2 separate regions of the Drosophila melanogaster genome follow, and region 1 is linked to region 2. A link is a contact called in public targeted proximity ligation data. All regions are on one chromosome and are shown on one strand. The core of a region is the stretch at or near the end of the contact, and the rest is flanking DNA. Distances in the headings are between cores, read along the strand shown. Region 1 holds the start of CG4080. Region 2 holds the start of lncRNA:CR45823 (long non-coding RNA:CR45823).

The links.
Region 1: a targeted proximity ligation map of the Kc167 cell line shows a contact between it and region 2, with 2.6 times the contacts expected there. A contact is called at or near these places in 1 of 107 Hi-C or Micro-C datasets (wing imaginal disc) and 1 of 7 datasets of targeted methods (the Kc167 cell line).

The regions. Positions count from the first base shown.
Region 1 is chr3L:9,396,821-9,401,089 of dm6, forward strand. CG4080 reads right to left here and starts at 2,407. Exons shown (of 6, transcript NM_001259766.2): 1 at 1,687-2,407. The coding sequence starts at 1,766. eIF4E1 (eukaryotic translation initiation factor 4E1) reads right to left here. Exons shown (of 6, transcript NM_168335.2): 2 at 4,220-4,269; 3 at 3,763-4,133; 4 at 3,599-3,698; 5 at 3,277-3,364; 6 at 2,798-3,213. The coding sequence ends at 3,050.
Region 2 is chr3L:8,843,472-8,847,601 of dm6, forward strand. It overlaps lncRNA:CR45823 (long non-coding RNA:CR45823), which reads right to left and starts at 2,343. Exons shown (of 1, transcript NR_133192.1): 1 at 1,473-2,343. All of the region lies in intron 1 of dally (division abnormally delayed), which reads left to right.

The sequences.
Region 1 (4,269 bases), core at 1,157-3,656, 550 kb after region 2:
AAGTAATCTTCGCATGGCGCAAGGAACCGGATGATTCCAAGGGATGGATGGGTGGTGGAGGGGGGAAGGGGGAAATCGGAGTCAGGCGGGGTCCAATTCAACTGTTTTGCGCTTTGTTTTCGCTGCCTGTTCGTTTGCTTTGTTCGAATGCTTTTTGATAATTTGCGCATTATTTTTTTTTTTTTTTTAGCGCTCTCTGCGTGTAAAACTTATTTTAAAGTCCAAAACCCAACTGGTTTAAGTTCGAGGCAATTAATGCAAAAGTTATACCCCCCCAACTGGCGCCACCAAAAATATACATTTGCATACATATGCAATGTATGAATGTTTGTGTGTGTATACACATTGCTATTGTTTTGGGAAAACCCATGCGAAATGCAAGCTTGAGAAAATTCGCTTCTTATCAATGGTTTGTTTTTCGCTACGCTCCATTTTACATTTTCACGATAGTCGACAAATATTTGATCGTGATGGCCCAAGCCGATACAATAGCCAATGTTTATTCAACAACGACACCTGAAATAACAGCAAAGTGAGACACATTTACTCACTCCGGCGACAGATTAGATTTGCGATGGCCAGGTGATAAGGCTCATCACACTGACATCGGGGGTGTTGAACGGTCTGTATTTCACAAAATACGAGCATACATATATAAATTATAGCTACGCAAGAGCCGCATTTCTCAACATTCAAATACAATTGAGTAAATATGTTTATTTAAGAGCGTTCCATTGAAAATTTGATGAATAACTAAAGATAAAGATACAACATCTATGAGGCAAATAAAAGTTGGTAGCCACAAATACTAATACCAAACAATACGAATTAAGTGAATCGAAAAGCCAGTACCATTAAACTGCTTTAGTTATGGAGAACGTCTTCAATGACTGATATATAATTATATTTATGATTTATCTTCATTTTAGACCTCATTGGCTTCATTAAAAGTCGTAAGAGTATTGGGTATGGTCAATGCCCCGCTGTCACGTCAGATTGCAATATAAATAAATCGCGCGTAATTTATAAACCTATAATTGTATAAACAGATAACAGCTGGCGCCTCGCGTCAAGATCTTGTCACCTTCCCAGCATCGTAGTGTCCATATTTGCATTTCAATCGAAGTTGCCGATCGGCATGGAACTAGTATGGTAAGTAAGTAAGTACAAGTCAATGTTGTTAACTATTGCCTAATGATTGTCATTAGCAGGCGTTAGATGGGGATTACGACGATTGAGATCTCAACAGTTGATGTTGGTGCAGAGCAACAAATTAAGGGAATGAATCAATCGCTGCTTGAAATTGGGTTATTTTCGTTTTCATTTCGATTAAGGTATATCTTATCTGCGTGTCGGTATGGACAGCTGGATTTGTTTATTGTGGCGCAAAGAACACACATTGATTTTTAGCACTTGCAGCCTGCGTTGAGAACTTAATTATTGTGATTTCCCAAACGACGAACAATCAAACATTTAAATCATGTCCGTTTCCTGGCTATAAATAAACAATGGACAATGCCAAGAAGAATGTCAACCATCCCACGATTTTTCAATTGCGTGCTTGCACTTGATTTTATTTTATTTCTCGTTTTTCTTTATTTTACTTTTTTTTTTGTTCTTTGGTGTACTTGAATAACTTATAGGATTCCTTTTTTTTTGGCCATATCAAGGGCATTCAAAACTCACCTGACATTCGCATAGTGCTGGCCGGAATTCCAATCCACATGCTCGATATCCGAAGAGGTTTTGGCGTTGTCGCAAGGCATTTTGTTCGTAACTCGCTCTCTCTCTCTCTCTCTATAGCACTATAAACTCGATTGCAGGGTATCGCATAGTCGGGGCGATGCTGCACCGCAACGCGTGGGGGGTTTTCAACCCCAAAAAGGGAGGGGGGTGGCGGACGCGGGGGAGGAGAGCTCCTTTGTCTTTTATGCTGGCTAGTCTTGCGCCTTTGTTATGATTCTCCTCCGCTGGCCATATATTTGTTTATTCCCAACGATAAACAGAGGCTGTCGCCTTCTTTATTTTTAGCGACCCTGTTGGCAGGGGCTACTTCGATTTTTTGCACAATGTAAACCGAATCTATTGCACTGTTATTCTCCTTTCATTTCGTTTCATTTTTCCCTTTCAACGCCAACGAACTTCTGGCCGTGTGTGTGTTTGTTTGTGTTGGTTAGCTGGTCTATTATTATATCTTTATTCCGCGACAAACTTTAGTGCGTTTGCTTGTTAATTTGTTGTTACTGGCCCGGTACGAGCTGTTCGTTCCACTACTCTACGCTAAATGGCTATGCTTGTTAGAATTGCACATATATTTTATGTATTTTATTTAGCTAAACACGGAGACATATCCTTACACGATATCTACGAGCGACGCGACCAGTGTGACTGCGCCTACACAATTGAAACATGTCACATGCAGTGTGACCGTTCTTGGCTGAATGGAAAAGCTCTCACTCATATAAAATTCAATAATAGGTTAATAAAAAAAAAATACTGACTTATTTTTTAAATACAAACGTATTTACTCTAACAATATAAGTAAAAAGCTAAAATTATTTTAATGTCTATTTAGGAAACCTATCGATATATCGATACACATTTTTTTTTGGCCACCCTAGAAATTGCTAACGTATTTTTAGCAACAAATTGAATTCCAAATTTGGAAGTTTTGCTTTAGGTGCCCATATTAGGATACAAGCTCGTTTTAGTAATACAACAAGTAATTATCCCAAAAACAATATAGGTTAACTTTTTTCTATTTTAAAATATCTCCAAAATCAAAGATCAAAAGTATCCGGTTTTAATGTAGGTTTTTATTAATATACTTTTCCGTCTAATCCATTATTGACAGTGACTACAAAAAGCGGATAGATTTTATATTATGCCGATTTTTGATAACAAAGGGGGTTCCGTTTCGGTTTCGTTACGCGGGTCTTAGACAATAGTCACGATTAATCGCTACTGTTGCTTATAACGATAAATAAATGAAAGACAAAATAATCAGTGTGGGATCGGACCGAATAAGGAGCGGCCAGTTATTAGCCGCCTACAAAGTGTAGATCGATTTCACGTTGGAGCCCTGCTTGACCATCGTGTCCTTGTGCAACTGATACTGCAGCGAGTTGTTGCGTCCCAGACGCAGGGCATCGCGCAGCTTGTGACCAATCTCAAGGGCAGCTTCCTCGTTGTTTCCGTCGGCAGTCCAGATGGCTGGAAAGCATTAATCGTTAAACAAAGGAATTCCGCTGAAGTTGGGTGTGCGTGAAAACTTACATATCTTGTTGCTCTTGCCGCGAATGTTTATAACAGCGCCGCAGATCTGATCAGAGTGATCGAAGGCCTCACCAATCAGGCAGAGCAGCTGGAAGGCAAAACAGTTGTAGTTACTCATATGCGAAAAATATTTATGATATAAGCTCACTATTGAATGTTCCTAAGACAAAAGCTAGCACTAGCGTATTTTTAGCTGATATTTTCTATAAGTTATAATTTATATTGCAAAATCATACACCTATTTCTATATTTTTGCATTTCAAGAATGTACATTCACTATAAATAGACCATCCGCTCACCACTCGTTTCTTTGTGCACTTACCACATCGAGCCATAGGTTATCCAGATCGGTCTTGGAGCTTTTGTTAAGGGTAATGACCCAACGACCGCCCTGTTTGTTGGCTGCATCCTCCCACATGGGACTGCAAATGAGATATCAGTTAGTAAAGGTTATCTTGGCAGAATTGCAATAAACAGCAAACCCACCGAATGTTCTTCTTGAATAGCGAGTAGTCACTACCCAGCTTGATCTCTGATGGGGGCTTGATGTGGTTGTATAGGCTCCAGAAGTCCTCGACGGTATCGAAGCTGGTGATCTCGTTTTGCATGTCCTCCCAGGACTTGGACCGATCGTTTTCAAGGTACCACAGCGTCCAGACATTCATGAGCGGGTGTTTGTATAAATGCTCGGTGCGCACAGCATCGTCGCCGGCAGGAGCAGTAGTGGTTGCAGTGTTGCCTGCTGGTTCACCAGTCTCCTGTGGGTCCTCCTTGGGCTTGACATCCTTAGCCTCGGCGGGCGCTGCAGCCGAAGTTGGTGGTTCCGGACGACCCTGCTCGGTGCTGGGGGCGCTGGTCTGCGGGAGAAGATGGCAATGGATGGGAAGGGGAATCAGAAGATTAGATTAGCTTGGCTTAGCGACAGGCGCACTGAGAGTATTACTTTGAACATGGACTTGGGATTGGCAAAGTTCTTCATTCTGTGAAAGTCGC
Region 2 (4,130 bases), core at 1,093-3,592:
CACGTGTTAAACAGGAAACCCGCTCGGGGTCTCCGTTGTTCCGCCGCCAACTATCGCGATTCACATCTACGTACATGTATGGCGATGGCTGCCGTGCATCCTGCCGTTCTGCCTGATTTGCCCAATTGTGCAGCTATATGTATATATATACTCACATATATCTGAAACTGAGGAGAGCGCTGCAACCGGGAAGCATAATAAAATTGATTGCAATTTTCACGCTGGAAGCTTGGCTTTCCCGGAGCTCACGACCCAGTTATTCCACATGAGCCGCCGTCAAGAGCCGGTGCCCCTTACATGACGGCCAAAAAAAAAATAAAATAAAAAAATGGGTAAAGCCATGAAAATAGCACGGAAAATGGAATATAATACAAGGGAACAACTTTTGCATAATGCGCTTGCACTTGCAAACAAAACCCCAAGCCCACTTGCTAGCTACATAATAGATTTTCCGTCCAGCCGAACCTGAAGTGGAATGGAACTCTAGGTGCACGATGACCTTAGTCGGGGTTCATTGCCTTGCAGGTCAACCGGTGCTCGAGCATAATTTTGGGCCTGGCTTGTTTAAAATTGCATACTGTTTATTAATTTCCAACTGCTCCTGATTCTATATACTTTCCTCGGCCCTGTTTGTCCAACTTTTACCACAGCCTCCACAGCTGCGCAGGCGAGGCTGTCGCATCATTTAAAATTTACAACTTTTAATTGAAAAAACACTAAGCAGGATCTCGTGATGAAATATTACTGCAGCAGTTCGGATACTTAATTACGTGCATATATATATACACGGGCGTATCTCAAGCTCAACAGGTTACTGTGCAGATACTCTGCGCCGTCCCGTGTCACGTAGCTCTGGAGGTTGGCTAGTTGGTTTTGGTTTCGGTTTACATTCTTAATCACCGGAACTGGCTGCACTGAGTCCAGGTAGCCGGGCGGCAATTAGTGTCTCGGCCACGCCCACAAAAGCCCCACCAAATCCTGTAGACCACCCCAAACGATCCACCAAACCACCCAGCTACCCACAAGGGCAACAACAATGGAGTTCAGAACGCGTAAGTTTTCTTTGGCAGGTTCGTGTTGCTGCTCTTGTTGCGGGTTGTTCTAGTTAGTTGAAGTGCTCTGACTTGCCAGCGTTTACAACTTTGCTTAAGCTTCTTTGGAATTTCGCAAAACATTTGAAATGGCCGGGAAAGAGCACTTAGGGAATTAGAAACTTCCTGAATGCAGTTGCGGAACTTATAACTGCAACGATTGGTAAATAAAATTTAATTTCTATTGAAAGGGCTACCACAGAGGCTTAGTAAATAAAATCTGTCCCTTGTACTTTGTGGGGTTTTCTTTACTGACTTGAAAGCTTATTGCGAAAATTCAACTTAAAATCAGAGAACAGCTCAAATGGCATTTAACCTTGAATCACTTATAGAATCGATCGAAATTCGAGTATAAAGATGAAATTATTTGTTTGGTTTTTTATGCTGATCCCCAATGTGTTGTCAGCTGATTCAAGCAAACATCTCCATCGTTTATTTGTTGATATTTACTCGCTTTTTTGTATACATGGAGAAACATAAGTAAGCTCGAATATCCCCTGCGATGCGTAATTCTTTTATGGGATTCTCCGTCATCTTCTCGCGCAATTTCAATTATTCACACTCGACATTTAATTGTATTAATTAAAGCAGCACGAGAATGTTGAACATTTATTACATGTCTCTGCAGCAAAGCCGCACTCTTTTCCTCCTGGGTGACCGTGTCCTTATCAGCGACTTTTCCCCTTCTCCTTCTAGCGCGCGTTTCCGGCGTTAATTGAATGCAGATTCCACAGACATAGTGGGCCTGTGGGTGGTGGGGCGTTGGGGGTGGATTGTGGGTTGCAGGGACACTCGCTTTGCACTGCCAATTAGCGCAGGGTGTGGTAAAAGTGAGGGGGTAAGGGGGAGCGGAACTGAGACATTCTGACCTCTTGGCATTCATGGACTCTTTGCATTGCCAATTTATATTCTTTGATTGATTATGGCAAATACATTTTTTATTTTATCGATCGGTTGATTGATGTTCTGCAATTGCCGATGGATTCGAAAATCGACGGTAATTTATTTATGCATATTAATGAGCCATTTTTGATTGCCGGGGTGTCATTGAGTCAAGTGGGAAAAGTGCAAAAATAGAGGACAACAATATGTAATGTTTCGGTTTTAAGTGTCCTTCTCCTGGTTATGCAAACTTCCTGGTTTTTTCTTCTTCTGGTCCATCAAAGGCCATTGCCACGTGTCTCCAGCTGAAGCGGAATACAACACCTGCCTCTCAGCCTGCCCCATAAATAATTTATTTAACAAAAAGCATTCCCAATGGCAGCACTGACACTTTAAGCAGCGCACTCGTAATTCCGAAATGTCAGCCAGCCCAACATTTCCATTCCACCCACTCTTTTTGCGCTCCGGCAGCCACTTCAATTTGCCAGCCAGACAGAAAATCATCTGAGCTCTTCCTCTTCCATGGATCATTGTTTCAATGGCATAAAAACAATGGCAACAATAATAATAAAGCACATAAATAAATGATAAGTCGACCACATGCACAAAAGGACGCGACACACGTCACGAAAGGAGATGGCAATGTCATCGGGATGGGGACAAAAAATATAGTACCACCTAAACTGTAATATTCAACACGGTGAAATATGGCTGAAGTTGCTCTGAAAGACGTGTTTTTTTTGGTACGCTAAGAGGATATATAAGAGGTATCAGAAAAATACACGAAGACAGCATTAAATTGGCTCAGATGAAGAAGAACTTTAATGGAACCATGACCAAGAACCATTACTTTCTGAAACAACGAGTTAAATGTACTTAATTATTGATGTAACTTCTAAAATTACTTAAAATTTTCTCATACATAGAGAGAAGTTGCAATTCTCGATAGTTAGTAAATTAAACAGCACATGGTGGCCATAACGACCATAAACTTGGTTCAACTAAAGCTACTCCTTCCGAACCACACACATTGCCCCAGTTGAATCTTCTAGCTGATGATTGCAATTAAATACACATAATTCCCGGCTAATGACTTGGCTAGAAGCAGCGGACAAAATCAAAGCGAGCCGCGCTTATCTCAGCCACGTTAAGCTGGCAACATAATTTAAGTCCCACAGACACGCAGACAGCCTCCCTCGAATAATCGCAGATGCACAAACACATGCGCACACACAGGGAAACTGACGCCGGCAAGTGTTGGCCACTTCCGTTTCCGGTTGGCGCTGATGATGCGACTGCTGCGACTAACTGTGCCGCTGATATAGGTTAAAGCTCTGCACTAAATAGAAACTGCCATTTAGTCTGCGTGACATCATCCCCCCTTTTCCAAACCTCCGATTCCCAGTCAATTTCGCAACTGGCTAAACTTTGACAATTTCCAACAAAAGATTCTCCCACTGAATTTAGGCAGAATATCAGCAAGTTGCCAAAGTTTTTGCATTTCGCCAGCTGTTTAGTCTATAAGGAAAACAAGAGACCAACATTACTTCCCCCAAGCCCTCGAAGTGCTGGCCATAATTTACATAACTCTGTGCGCAATAAAAATTAATTTGCTGCCCATTTGGAAGTGCTTAATTTGTAAACGAGACCATTGGGGTCGTCATGGAATCGCTTCAAATTGCTGACTAAGGTTGGAGCTTGTATCCAGAAATACATACAAACACGTACAAATATATATATATAGCTCTGGTGTTGGTGGCTTTATCGGTGCTGCCTTTACATGTTTAACAAGCTGTGCTTGCCTTTTGTTGTGGGCGCAGGATAAATTAACTTCAAGATGAAAAAGGGAGCAGGAAGGATCAAAGGGGAAGTGTTGACATGAAGTGAAACAGTGTAGTTACTTTGTGTGCAAAATAAAATCTAACAAACTGCGAACTTTCATTTTAAGTTATACAAAGTATATTCTAAAGAAAAAGAATAATATTATTTCACAACAAAAAGCTTTTCTATCAGCAAGAACGGTGTATCAAATTTTATACTTATATAAAAGATGTTAACATCGCTTATGTTCATAAGGTATAAGCCATTTTGCAGTACAGTATTTTTTAATTGTCTTGTTTACAAACCATTTCAGTTGCACTGGGACCTTTTTGATAT